Linked DNA regions of Mus musculus: region 1 is linked to region 2. The links are chromatin contacts, called in public Hi-C maps. All regions are on one chromosome and are shown on one strand. Each heading gives the region's core, a stretch centred on a gene start, on an enhancer-like site or on the middle of the called end of the contact. The rest is flanking DNA. Distances are from core to core; before and after follow the strand shown.

The links. A called contact is a pair of places that touch in the nucleus more often than the background predicts.
Region 1: a contact with region 2 is called in a Hi-C map of neural progenitor cells, with 2.5 times the contacts expected there. The contact joins the promoter of Hrh1 here to the enhancer-like site in region 2. A contact is called at or near these places in 3 of 39 promoter capture datasets (embryonic stem cells, hippocampal neurons and stem cell-derived epiblast-like cells), 1 of 484 Hi-C or Micro-C datasets (neural progenitor cells) and 2 of 9 other capture datasets (embryonic stem cells and pancreatic islet).

Annotation. Positions count from the first base shown.
Region 1 is chr6:114,394,730-114,401,048 of GRCm38.p6, forward strand. It overlaps Hrh1 (histamine receptor H1), which reads left to right and starts at 3,207. Exons shown (of 2, transcript NM_001317125.1): 1 at 3,207-3,269. Gm38875 (a long non-coding RNA gene) reads right to left here and starts at 3,022. Exons shown (of 3, transcript XR_869365.2): 1 at 2,924-3,022.
Region 2 is chr6:114,212,207-114,219,433 of GRCm38.p6, forward strand. All of the region lies in intron 6 of Slc6a11 (solute carrier family 6 (neurotransmitter transporter, GABA), member 11), which reads left to right. Among named protein-coding and RNA genes, the nearest start is that of Gm52916, 50 kb to the left of the region's middle. Within about 2 kb of position 5,020, at least 24 of the 459 cell types and tissues checked have an H3K27ac peak or open chromatin away from gene starts, as enhancers often do. A contact at or near this core is called in hippocampal neurons, neural progenitor cells and pancreatic islet, where this site is marked.

The DNA.
Region 1 (6,319 bases), core at 1,957-4,456, 180 kb after region 2:
GGGGATAAAATACAACCATCAGATCCTGTTCCCAGAGGCCTGCTTCCTCCCTCTGAGCCCCAACTCCTATTCCCCACCCTCTCCAATAGTGTCACCAGCTGGGGACCAAGGCTTGAACACATGAGCCTTTGAGGACATTCCAGATCCAAACTGTAACACTGTCTAAGGCCAGGGATTGGGACTTGGGTGAGAGCCTACTGGAAGGCTGACATTGATGACTGAAGGACAGCCTGCTCTCTCCCCACTCTGGTCCTGTAACATGCACTTTGCTCTCTCAAACCAAGCAGAGGAACAGTCAAGCAAAGAGCCATCTTGTCTAATCTGGGCAGTTTCATAAGAACAGCTTTGGGGGTCTCTCAGCACCCAGAGCGTGCTGTCCCCTGAGGAACTGGCTGACGTAAGCTCTAATGGGTGGGAGCTGATTGGGCACTCTGCCCAGAACTACGTTGTCTAGAGCTTGTGGCATGACTTGAGAGCCCAACATAAGTGGTACTCACTTCCTCTGGGTTGGGAAGGCTTTGTGAGTTTCCAGTCTCGTCTATGAAGGCAGTCAGCTCCCTCCTCACCAGTGTGTGTGGGTGGGGGGGGGGGGAGAGGGTTGGTGGTGGTGGAGCTGCAACTTGACAGCTGACAGCTTCCAGTGGGATTTGTACCCAGTCAGTCATGTTTCTATGGCTGACAAGGTTGGGGTACCTTGGACAAGTCCCTTCTATGGATCTTCCTCAGTTTCCCTATGTGAATAGGGAGAAGTTGGCCTGGGTTTGGTGAGCCACAGTTCCTGTTTTCCAGAAGAGGAAGGAAGGGAGGTCACTCAGTTACTGAGCACCTACCAGTGCCAAAGGCTGCCCTGACCTACATACACACACAAACACACACACAGATACACACACACAGACACACACCACACACACACACACAGACACACACAGACACACACACAGACACACACCACACACACACACACAGACACACAGACACACACACACACAGACACACAGACACACACACACACACACACACACACACACACTGACCCAATCCCAAAAACAGTTCTGGAGAGAGGGGACTCCTGCAATCCCCAGATCCAATGCCACATTCTGCTCATCACACCTGAATCTGGGGAGCCATCTCTTGCCCTCTTTTAATCTTAAGTGTCTGAAGAGCAGTTGACTAGACCAGCCATCAGCATGTGACTCAGGCTTGGCCAATCAAGAACACTCAGTTTTCTCATTTGCAAACCAGATGAAGACAGAGCCTCCCTTTGAGCTGCTCTGAGAAGCAGGCAAGTTGACTCCTCTCAGGGAAGAGCCTCCACTGGATGGAAGGACAGGAGGACAGGAGGACAAGAGGACTAGCCTTGTTTTTTCACTTGCTACCTACCTCTTGGTAGTTGGCTGACTTCAGCTAGACATGGCCCAGGTTACCCTATGCTCTGTCAGTCACAAAATGACAACAAAATAAACAAAACACAAAACCCAAAAAACAACAGAAGCTTCAAATAATGCCTGATACACTGTTTCTAAAATGCTGATTTTTCTAAAAATCCCATGGGTAGAACAAGACCATAATAGGCCTTAGGAAGTGAAACCTTCTCAAGCAGAATTCCAAGTTATCGGGCGCTGCTGACTTTCAGGAAGAAGAGAGATGATTTCCAAGGCTCTCTGCCATACGCCCCAACTCCTGTAAACTCCACAGCTGTGAAGAGGAAATATCTTGCCTTACAGTTTATAACAGGTGCGATCCTGGTCACTCCTTCAGTTCCAAACAGTGCATTAGTCCCACAAAGTGTAAATATGGAGGCCCTAGAGTAGCAACTGGAAGTAGAACGTGCTGTGGATTCCTGGGCTCCTTGGTCTCTGGAGGTACAGGTCAAAGAGGGTCAGGGTCTGGCAGGGTTGGCACCCAGGTCTGCCAGCTGACCTGAATTCAGCCACCTGTTGCCTGGGTTCCTAAGGGCATTTCAAATGAGTCTGGAGTCCCACCTTCCAGGCAGGCACAGACAGGCTCAAGGTCAAGGGCTATATCGAGGTGCTTACCAAGTAAGCCCTTTGTGTAAAAGACATCATTAACTTGTCCTCCGCCCCTCTGTGTTAAAAACTTTGGCCTTTGGACTTGGGCTGGGTAGGCTAGAAGTGCAGTTCTCGGTGAGGACATGGTAGAAGCTACAAAACCTGCCCATCATCTATAAATAGGGCTGATGACTGCTTCTTTTTTCTGGTGTAGTTTGAGATTTAAATCAGGGCTACGAGGAGGGGACTAAGACATCCATACAAGTCTGGAACTGAGCCACACAGGGCTGGGCCTGCATTCCCACAACTACATACCACTGCGGGAGGATGAGCCCCTTCTAGGGGGCACGGTGTCATAGCAAAGAGGAGCCACTTCCCTTCCTCAGTTGTTCTCCCTTCCCTGACTGTTGCCATCTGAAGCCACAATTGAATGTTAAAAGGGTTTTCCCTAGCAAAGAAGGAGAAACGCCCTCTCCTAGCTCAGAAAAACAAAACCCAAAAAACAAAAAAACAGTTCCTTAAGTTTCCCCAACACACACACACACACACACACACACACACACACACACACAAAAACACACTCTCGCCTTCTCCTCTTAGCCGGCACAGGTTCCTAAGTGTAATGGTACAGTGAGAGTTGAACAAGGTCGGGATAGCTCAGCGCAAGGCCCTGAGTTTCAGCATAGCACTTGCAGGATGAGGACAGGAGGGAAGGAGGGAAAGAGGGAGGGAGAGGGCGAGAGCGCATTCATTCTTCAGGATCTAGAGAAACAGTGGTTGTGCGGTTCTAAACCTCCCGAGTCTTGGTGATCCGGATCAATCAGTGTCACTAATTTAAAAAACAAAAAACCAAAACAAAACCCAAACAAAACAAAACAAAACAAAACAAAAACCCAACTAGTCCCTTGGTCCACCTGCGGTTGAATTTGCGAAGAATCCTGTCAGCTCCTCCTTATCTGAGGTCTGGTCTGTGGCTCTGCGTGTCCCCGGGTTAGCATGCGGTGGCAGTGTCGGAGGGCTGTCGCCAGGCTTCCGATCCATCCTTGGCTTCTTGCCAAGCTCAGGGCTCCGCCACAGATGCGGGGCGCGGCGGTAGAAGATGGGCGGGGGAGGGTGCCCTGGGGCTGCTGGTGGGCGGGCCTCTCAGCGGCTCCTCCCCCGAGGCCGCCTCCGCGTGCTCCCGCCACCCCCGCGGCCGCCTCCGCCACCGCACCGAGCAGTCTGGCCGCCGCCGCCAAACTTTCCCCGGAGCTGGCGCGGGTGAGTCGGAGCGCAGCGCGGGCAGGGGCGGGAACCCGGTGGCGGGCGGCGGGAGGAGGGCAAGGATGCGCGCACGCCCAGCTCTGAGTTCCGCGCCCCCGCAGGGCGGTGGGGACATCCCGCAGGTGGCCGCACGAGGTGGGCGCGCCGGATGCTCTAGCGGCCTGGGCAGGGTATCGGAGCTGTGGCTGCTATGCCCGTAAGCACAAACACCTGTGGCTTCCCGGAGCTGGGGCCGGGCTCACCGGTTAGAGTCCGCCTCCGATTTCTGGGCCAGGGGGCCTCCTCAACGGCTCCCCGAGATTCCTCAGGGTTTGGCTTTGATGCTAACCGTGGACGCAGACTCTGGGTTGAGGTGCGATCTCCGTGCCAAGCTCCGGACATCCACTATCTCAAATCCTTCTGAATCTCCGGGACCCAGGTACTACTAGTATACCCACTTTACAGAGGAGGAAACTGAGGCTTGGGGAGGGAAAGTTGTCTCTTAGAGAACAGCCTTGAGACTGAATTGGATGAATCCAAGCTTCTTAGCTAGGTGGAACCCAAACCAGGTGTCTGGGTATGAGAAGCGTCTGAGCCAGCGCTCCCTCCTTTCCTAGCCGGCTTTATCGTCGTTTCCTGGCCGAGCCAGAAGACTTGATACTGTGGCCAGGGTGTGTTCTGATGGCAGAGAAGATCCTTGAGGGCTGCCTTTTCCCAGAGAGCGTTAGGGGATACCAAATTCTGCAATTTACGCCGTGTTGCTCTGAAAGTTAGAGTCTTGAATCAGAGCACAACTGATCTTTACAGAAGCCACCTTTGAGGCGCTTGCTAGCCTGGGCGATGGAGACACAGGGTTGCTCCAGGCAGGGTGGCTCTCCTCCGACAGGGGGCTCCCACCTCCAGACGGAATGGAGCTGAGGGAACTGGAAGATCCCCAGGCTGACTGCTCTGAGAGCGCGTTCTGTTATTGGGGGGTGGGGGGTGGGGAGGAGGAAGGGCAGGACCCTGAACCAGGGGTGAAGTGTGTTACTGGAACAAAAAGGAGAGAGTAGGTGGAGATCCGACACTCTTGGGGGCCTGAAGGCCACCGGCAATCCTTGGAGACAGAGAAAGAGCCCCCCCCCCCATGGTTATGAGATGGTTATGGATTAACATAGTTTATACAGCAGCCATGCAAGGTACCGTTATTGAGCGATAGGTGGACACTCAGAGAGGTTCAATAGATTGCTTAGAGTTGCCCAGCTGGTCCGTGGTGGAGTGGATTGAGTACCAACCAATCTTGCCTGTATCTTAAATTATCAGTGAGACTCAAGAGGCGGATGGAACCTCAGGTCCTTCTGTGCTGTGGCTGGCAGCGGTGGAGACAAACAATAGAGGGATGCTAGGCAACAGGGTCCGCAGCATCCCTGCTTCTGCCTCCGATGGGGCTCTGGGTGGGTTGCTGTCATTGAGTAGCTTTCTAGGAATCCCTGCTCCGCCCATGTTGATACCCTGCTGTATCTCAGGACTTGCTGGACCTTCCATCAGGGCCACCTAGCTGCCCCCAGAACGTTGCTCCTGGTGGAAGACAGGGTTTGACTGATGCTGTTTTGAAATATGTCAAAGACCCGCAAAACCTGGGTATTCCCCATTTATGATTTCAGAGCCGTGCTGCCTGCCACGATCCTAGCACCCCTCCCCCAACACTGGGCAGTCGTGGCCTGCACGGGGTCCCCAGCCCTGAGCTGAGGGTTGTGGGGAGGCATTTGTGAGTGAACTCTCCTGCCTACACTCCTTTCTATAGTCAAGGAACGCCTGGCAGAGGCACCGTGGCTTTTCCTCAGTACCAAGGCATGGCGGAGAGGTTGAAGGTACATTTCTGGGTCCGGTCATCATGCTGTCTCTTATGCGCCGTTGACATATATCTGTTTCCCCATGTTTTGATTGGAGATGTTCATGGTTCCTTCTTCCCTGCGCGGGGGTGGAGGAATTAACCATGCCACATTGATACAGCACTGCAAAGATACCTTGTAATTCACCAAAGTAGTAGCAGCAGTTGTCACTGTGACACTGACAGACCCAGCGAGGCAAGCCTCTGAGCTCCTGGACATTGTGCACCCCTTGCTGTGTTGGTTTTGTTCTGTGATGCTGGGAATCCACCTGGGGAGCCTTGTTCGTGCTAGACAAATACTCGGCCACTGAGCTACATCTCTAGCCCCAAGCCTCATGGCTTTCTCAGCTGTAAAAATGGGGCAGATCTAGTTAGATGTTGTATATGGTAAAAAGGTCCTTCTTGTAGCCTCTAATTCTAACAGGTAGAGGACTCCTCAGCCAGCCACCTCAGGGCCAGGCCCCGGGGACGCTCCAGACATTGCTGTCATTCTCACTGCCACCCAGACCTGTCTCCTTCTCCTGGCAGGCTCAGTTCTGTGCTCCTGTGTGGTATGGATCCGGGGCGGTATTCAAACACATGTTTTCTAAACGGATGTGGTCAGGCTGGGGTGGACTTGGGGAGTCTTGGATTGGAGGGCCGAGAAGTTGTTTCCTGTCTCTCAGCCTGGACTTGAACTGTGTGGTCATTGCTTGGGTTCTCCAAGGAAGAGGCACGAGTTGACAGTCACAGGGTTAAAGGGCATGTGTGAGGTCTATTGGTCTATTTCACAAGATCTGGCCACAGCTGTCCCAACAGAGGACACCAGCCACTGCCTCTGGGTGCGTGCGGCTGGCTGTGGGGATACCACATGCCTTCCGAGCAAGGAGAAAGCATAAAGAGTTCTGCAGGCTCTCCCTCCCAGGGAAGCATACTGAAGGTCGAAACTCATTTTCGTCCCTGAGACCTGAATAACCGTGGACTCCAGTATCCTCATCTGTGAAATGGCCATGAATCATCCTTACCAGTGTCTGTTTCTCAAGATTAACTCAGATAGACAGGCAAAGAAAGGACGGGAAGAGTGGGGGGAGCGGCTGGAGCGTATAAATGGCAAAGAATTACATGCAATTGTAAATAACTCTCATTAGCATTCAGGCTGGGCATTAGCTGTAACTGCTCCTGATCCAAGACGCTTTATCTGAAAGCCGTACCTGGCAGA
Region 2 (7,227 bases), core at 3,770-6,269:
CCTCTGGCAAGAGGGTGGTATCCTCATGTTCATGTAGTGGGTGCTCTTCTTCAAGGAGGCATATAGCCAAGATGTCTGAGACATCAACTTAGAGGGACATGGAGTTTCCTAGGATGCAAGCCTCCAGGAATGCCTATCTGGGAGTGTTTGGCCTCTGGGCATGCCTATGAGAGATTATCTTGGTGAGGGTAATTGATGTGGGAAGCTCCGTATTTACAGAGGGTTGGACCATTCCCTGGGCTCATGTTAGGAATGAATTGTCTCTTTATCCTGATGGGACACAGGTCAGGAGACAATCCCATCCAAATGTAAATGACAAACCAGTGAGGTCAGCAGCAACTGCATCAACAAAATGCCTCTCCGTCCCCAGTATGAGTGACAATCAGGAAAGACCGCCTTGGAGCTCCACTGAAGAGTCTCCCTTGGTACCATTGCTGCTTGTGTAGCCTTGGGAGTGGCCTGTGTGAGTTTTGCAACATCCCAAGCTTCCAGAATTTCACTAGCCTCCCTTATCCAAAAGCATGATGTTCCTACACAGAGGTGACAGCTACACGCAGTATCATTGAGCAGGAATCATGTCTCCTCCCTAGAGTTTCCTGGGGACTGTTTTCTCTTCCTTTTGTAGTCTTGATCTGTCTCTTCCAGGAAGTATCTCCTCTGTCATCAGTCTGGGTAGCATCCATCCCCCAGATTCTATCATTGACATTCACTGTGTTTGCTGCTGCCTAGAGCTCTCTATCCCTCCTCCATCTAATTTATTTCCTATGCATTTTAAAGTGTGTTGTAGACATGTGTGCCCTTCACCCAGGACACGTCAGCCTTCATTTCTTGATTTATCTTCTTAACACTCATTCTTAATTTTGCTGTTCAAGATATAGCCCTGGGAAGTCACCTAGGGAGGGGAGCCATGAGTAGTAAGGACCTTAGTTCACTCTCTTTGCCTTTTCCCCAAGGCCTGGCACACTGTGTTGCAAGAATCCTTTGGGAGGGTGAGGTAGTCATAAGCTGCTATGTTTCCTATCTGTTCTCCTGAAGAAGCCAGCTTTCCTGAATGCTTGCCTGCAGCCCTTGTGGTGGTTGGGAGCAAGGCTCCTTCTCAGGGTTCTGAGCCAACACCAGCCAGCTGTTGTGTCACTCCCCAGCTACCCAAGAGCTGCCTCTTCATCCCTTTGTGTGCCCCATAAACTGTCATGTCAGTCAAACTCCCAGGTACACAGAACTTTTGAAAGCCATCTCCTCTTCTTTTCATATGAGCTGAGGCCAGACTGTGTGAACAGGTAGAAAGGTGACCTTCCAGGATGTCAAGGGTTCCGAGAGTTGAAAGAGAACTATGAGAGGATGTGGGTGGATCACTGGAGGCCAGGCCTCAAGATCCATGGGAACACTGAGTTTTTGGGAAGCAGAGGCTGGGGACAGATGTGTAGCCTGCTTGGGGACTCTAAACCCTGCCCTGGGTTGAGATGGCAGCGATTCCCTGGATGGTTACAGATCTCAGAGAGGGCACCAAAGGACAAGAACAGTCTCACTTCTGTATGGAATTTGAAGAGGTCAGAGGGATAGAAGGCAGGAGTCCTCAGGTTGAACCATTCTTGGTCAATAAACCAAACTGCATCCTTGCTGAGCCTGAAGAGCCTCACTCACCCATTGTTCTCTCCTAAATGACACACAACAGTTCATCCGTGGGTTCAGGCAGGTTAGGTTTTGCCAGTCACTGACAGACAAGATAATGTGCAGGAGGTATGCAGAGGTTGACACAAATACTTCACTACTTTATTTAAGGGCTGAGCCTTCTAGCATTTTGGTAGAGGGCTAAGTCCTGGTACCAGTTCCCAGTAAAATCCAAAAGATGGCATATTTAAAAATCACTGAGAGAGTCGATTAAATGTTCTCCCCTCACACTGCATACTGTGAGAGAATGTGTGTGTTAATTAGTTTGATCTGGCCATTCGCACTCCCAAGAGCACCTGCTGCCTGAGAGACCTGGCTTCAGGGAGAGCCAGAGACTCTGAGGAAAGCCTTAGAGGCTAACTCTGGGATGCATCTACTGCCCTTAGAAGAAGAGATGTTGACTCCCAAGAGAGCTGGGCAGGGGTGACTGTTGGGGGTGGGGGAGTTCCAAACCAGAAGGAGGAAGCCAGGCCTGCTTTACAGGTTGAAGTCTCCACAATCAGGGCCGGGGTGGGAACAGGGAGTTAGAAGTTAGGAGCAGCTCCCTGCAGGACTGAGAGCACACTTTCCTCTGCTTCCTCAGCTCAAGATCACGCACAGCCCTTCACCCTTCAAAAATCCCTTTTAGACACACATAGCCATGACCTTTTCTGGCCTCTTAGTGTTTCCTGTGAGCTCTTTGCATGAGCACTGCCATGAACTGCCAGGGCAGCCTGCCAGTTCCCAGCTGTACCATCGCCCGCAGAGACACTGTGGCTTCAACCTCTCCAAGGTCACCCATCCTAACTGACCTCCAGGTCTGCTGCTTGTCTAAGTTCCTTTCCCCTTGCGCACCTGCTAGGTTGCAGGCTCCTGAGCAGAGGATCTTGGGGTTCTGACTACTTCTGAATGCACATATCTGGCAGCTATATAGATAATGGTCAGAAAATATGACCGAGAAAGAGTCTCTGCAATAGTTCTGGCTTCTCAGCTGCAGAAAAAGCTCAGACGTCTGCCCAGACTTAAGTGCAGTTCAGAGCGCTGTAAGCACCTACGTTCTCCTTATCCCCAGCCACAGGGGACTCATTCCAGGATAGACTCTCAGCCAGGGAGGAAACTCATTGACTCCTGTGACTATTGGGAGTCCCCAGACAACATGCCTCTCTAGGAGGCTCCTTGGGGACTTGAGTGTGTTCCCACACAGCATCAGGCATCTGATCATCACAGAATTGAGTAATCTCTTCCTGCAGCCTCCCTGTGAGTCCCACAGGCACATTCCTGCTTGGAAACTTTGAATAACTTCCAACCAAATATGCATTGATAAATTGGTACCTGCGCCATGGACTCTGGAGGGGTGAGGGTTGGGGGTCAGGAATGCCCCTCATCCCTCACTTAGACATTTGTCTGGAAGTGCCCCTCCTAGGCAACTTCAGTCCCACCCTAGCTTTCTCAGCCTAGGATTTTGTTTGCATCTTTGCCATCTTGTTCCCTTCTAGCCTCCCGGGCCAATGCATGCACCAGTGACCTACTAAACATGTATATTTCTGTGAGTATACTATGGGCTTCTGCATGGGACTTCTGCAACGGGCTCAACTCATCCTGAAATCTAGCTATTTCTTCCTTGCCTGAAATGTCAGAGATGGACAGTCATCTCCCAGGTTTTACTCAATGGCCAACTCTGGCTGGTGGCAGGCCCTTTTCACCATAGCAGGACTGAGGACTGAAGAATGATTGATTAGTAATGCCTGACCTGGGCAGCAGTGAGAATGGGGTAGGCGTGTCACATAGTGGACATCGCCATTGTTGTCTGGTTTCTGCATTTTATATAATAGGAAACCAAAGCTAAGAGGAAAAGAAGGGGCTTTAGGGGGATGCTCGTGAACTTCAGGGACTATCTGCCAAGGAACTCGGGTCCCCTTCCCTTTCAGTCCAACAGGTTCCTCACCTGGCCTGATACTTAGGATTCTGCGTGGACCTTGCAGGTTAAGTTCCTGTGTGCTGAGTCTCGAGCAGATGCGGTCTCTGTTCTTGAGATTTTGCCAGGCATGGCACAAAGGGCTGGGCGCTCTCATGGAACCCCGTCTTTGCTAAGGCAGACAGATGATGCTCAGGGAACTTAATGGTGCTGGAAGATCTCTGTTCTGTGTGGAGGCAGACATAGTAAAGTGAGCAGTCTTTTACCCGACAGTTATATTCTCTCTCCTCCAACCCTAAGTTTACTTTTCTGTAAACTGGACCCCACACTGCCATGGCCCTCAGGGGACACAAAGCATCCCTGACTTTGAATCATTTCCACAGTTATTAGAGGAAAGAACGTGGCCATAGTGGGAGGGGCTGAGGCTTCATCCCAGGGCCAGCTTGGCTGACACAAGAGAGTATGCCAGCTTAGGGCTGGACTTGGGAGCTAGAGTTTGGCTTGGTCCAGGGCACACTGGCCTGGTGCTGTCTGTGGGTGAGGGCTACTGCTGCCAGACCAGACCCCTGCCAAAGCAAGGCTGGACCTCTCATCCAGGTCACTTTGAATGAGATGGGCCATCAGCTTGGTGTTCACAATGGTAAGGGGCACCTGTAGCTCTTAGTGGGAGTCAATGAGGCTTATGAGTGTCTGCCAAGTCCTGCATGTGGAATGTGCCATCTACAACACCAGGGATGATCTCCTGAAGAAGTCCCAATGGGGAAGATCTTGGTTTAACTGGATCTCTGAGCCCATGAACAGACCTTGGGGGAGGTCCAAGCTGAGAAGGGGGTCCTAGTTCTGAACCTCCTCTGCTGAGCCCTTTCAAAATGGGGCTCAGTGCCTCATGTGATAAAACTGGGGCAGGTATGCATAGCCCCCAGGATTTTATTACATAAGACACCAAAGGTCACTGCTACATACTTGATACCACCAACCACCCACCCACTTCCTCTGTTTTCTGTGTCTCAGACGGAACCGCTCAGCATCCCGGGCAAAGGTCCAGCCACAGTGACCCCTGCTCACCACTGCACACACACGGGCCACCAGGATCAGCCTACACACCCAAACCATACACACACAGAGCCAGCCAGCGCCTGAGTACTCACAGCTCAGCCCTCCATCCCACTGACACTTTACTGGCAGGTCCAGGGGTGGCCAAAGCCAGCTGCCCAGGGAAGGGCTTGGCACCCACTCGAGAAGCAACAGAACATGTTTGCAGTGGGGCTTTCAAGCCAACATCCCCTGCCCCTTCCCACCACTACCATCCTGCCGGCCCAGCACATTAGCATTTAAATATATCCAAAGTCAGCTCCCCCAAACCCTCTTTCCCCCATAAAGCCACCGGGGAGGAGCATTTGAATCCTTCTCCTGGACTCCAGGCCCCTCATAATGGCCATACTGTATTCACTTGCTTCTGTATGTGGCATTAGCCGGGAGAAGGAGCGAGGGTGCCTAGCAACCCGGAGGAGGCTGAGAAAGAGGTGGGAAGGAAGCGGTTCTCATGTAATTATTCACTTCCACAAAAGCCGTTGTCAGGTACACACTGGAAACACAGCTGTTTCATTCTTCTTCTAACCTACTTTTAATCCTTTCAGAGGCCTTCCCAATAGAAAAGGTGGAAAGAAAGCCCTTGATTCAGCCCTTTCCTGCCAGGCTATATAGTTATGGTTTGGCTTCAGTTGAGGGCTCCACTTTAAAAAGTTGTGTGTATCTGTGTATCTGTATATGTGTCTGTCTGTCTGTCTGTCTGTCTGTCTGTCTGTCTGTCTGGAAATAAAATGTTCAAGAAAAGGCTGTGGGTCACCAAGCTCTGTCCTGGCCCCTGGCTCTGTAAGTCAAAGGCTGCTTGCACTGTTGGGTCTGGCAGTTTTTACTGGGCATCAGGGAGGCAGGGAGCCTAGGAAAAGAGAGACACTGGCTCTTCCCACCCATCACTGGTTCCTGCACTCATGGCCAGAGGAGCCAGGTGTATCTGTGCAGTGTTGATGTGTCTCAGAAACCGGAGATTGAGGTTGGATATTGGATATTGGAAAAGACCTGAGAGCTTGTTTCCTTGGCATAGTGGAAGAGCATCAATGTAAGGGGCAGGCGCCCAGTGCCCACTGCACCCTTTCATTTCATCTACTGCTGTTCATGAATGATGAACCCAAGGCCCAGAGAGATGAAGGAAATTACTTGGGGTCATACGGAAGGAGTGAGACCCCAACCTACCTCTGTCCACACACGCCTTTTGTTCTGTTCACAAATCCCTCTGAGGAGCAGAGTAAGGCATCTGACAGGAACTCCCCACCAACTTTTTTTTGCTGTTCATTTGTTTGTTTGTTTGGTTGGTTTATTGTTTGGTTGGTTTTGGGTTGTTTTGTTGTTATTGGGTTTTTTGTGGGGAGGGTTGGTTGGTTTTGTTGTTGTTTTGTTTTTTACTTATTTACTTTATATCCCATTCACTGTCCCCCTCCCAGGCACCTCTTCCACTATCCTTCCCCTATCACCCCTTCCCTTCTCCACTAGTGTGTGGAGACACCCTGGGTATCTCCCACCCTGGCACTTCAAATCTCTGTGAGGCTGGGTGTTTCCTCTCCCACTGAGGCCAGACAAGGCAGCCCAGCTAGAAGAACATACCCCACATACAGGCAACAGCTTTTGGGATAGGCCCCACTCCAGTGGCTCTGATACCACTGGTGGGAGCCACTGTGGTAACCAGGGTTACTGTCAGCACACACCTGTTCTTACCAATGGCTTCATAAGCCCACTGTGGGACACAGCCATTGGTGCTGACCAACAGTGGACTCTTTGCAGACCTGGAGGCACATTCTGGCTGGGATTTCTCTGTGGTGATTCATCCTACCTCGGATGCTTTCAAAGAGCATACCTCTTCCACTCACTCTTGGCTGCCTCACCTGCCCTTCGCTGCCAAATAAATGTTGTATCTTTGTCTCTACTGGGGGAAGCCTTGTGAATTGTGTACCTACTGAGTTCCTTATTCTCAGAGATCAGCCAGTGTATCCATATTACAGGGGAGGAGATAAAACAAGAGTCCTCACTTCAACCCATCTCTCTCTGCTCTGGGTGTTAGGACAGGGGCTGTCTTGTAGAAGAATGAGGGTCACTAGTCCCATTGGCTCATCTAACACTGTGAGTAGGCTGCTGAGACCCCTGTGGGCGCCACTCCAGGCTCTCCAGGCATGAACCCTGATTCTATCCTTTGTGTGAGACAAACAGAAAGAAGTAGTCCCTACCTGCTCACAATGTCCTGTCCCACCCCCCAAATACCCTGGGTCAATCACCTATATCTTAGCAGTACTGAAAAGACACACAGCTTTTGTCTCTACATGTGGATAAAATTAGACGTTCTCCAAGTAAGCTTGGGGTCAGTGCTTATGGGGAAAGGGTGAGCCAAGGGCCACATCTCTAAACTTGGTATGGATGCCAGCTCCAGAGTGGGTACAAGACTCAGTGCAACCGTGTGAACTGTAGCATGCGATCCCTGCTGACTGGGTCACCCATTGTGGCAGCATAGCCTCTACGTATTGAGAAGGAATTTGTCCTCAGGCCTAAAGCTGTTCTTGTTGAATCCTGAAGATCCCACTGGGCAGGCAGGTAGCACCCTGACCCATGTGCTGGGG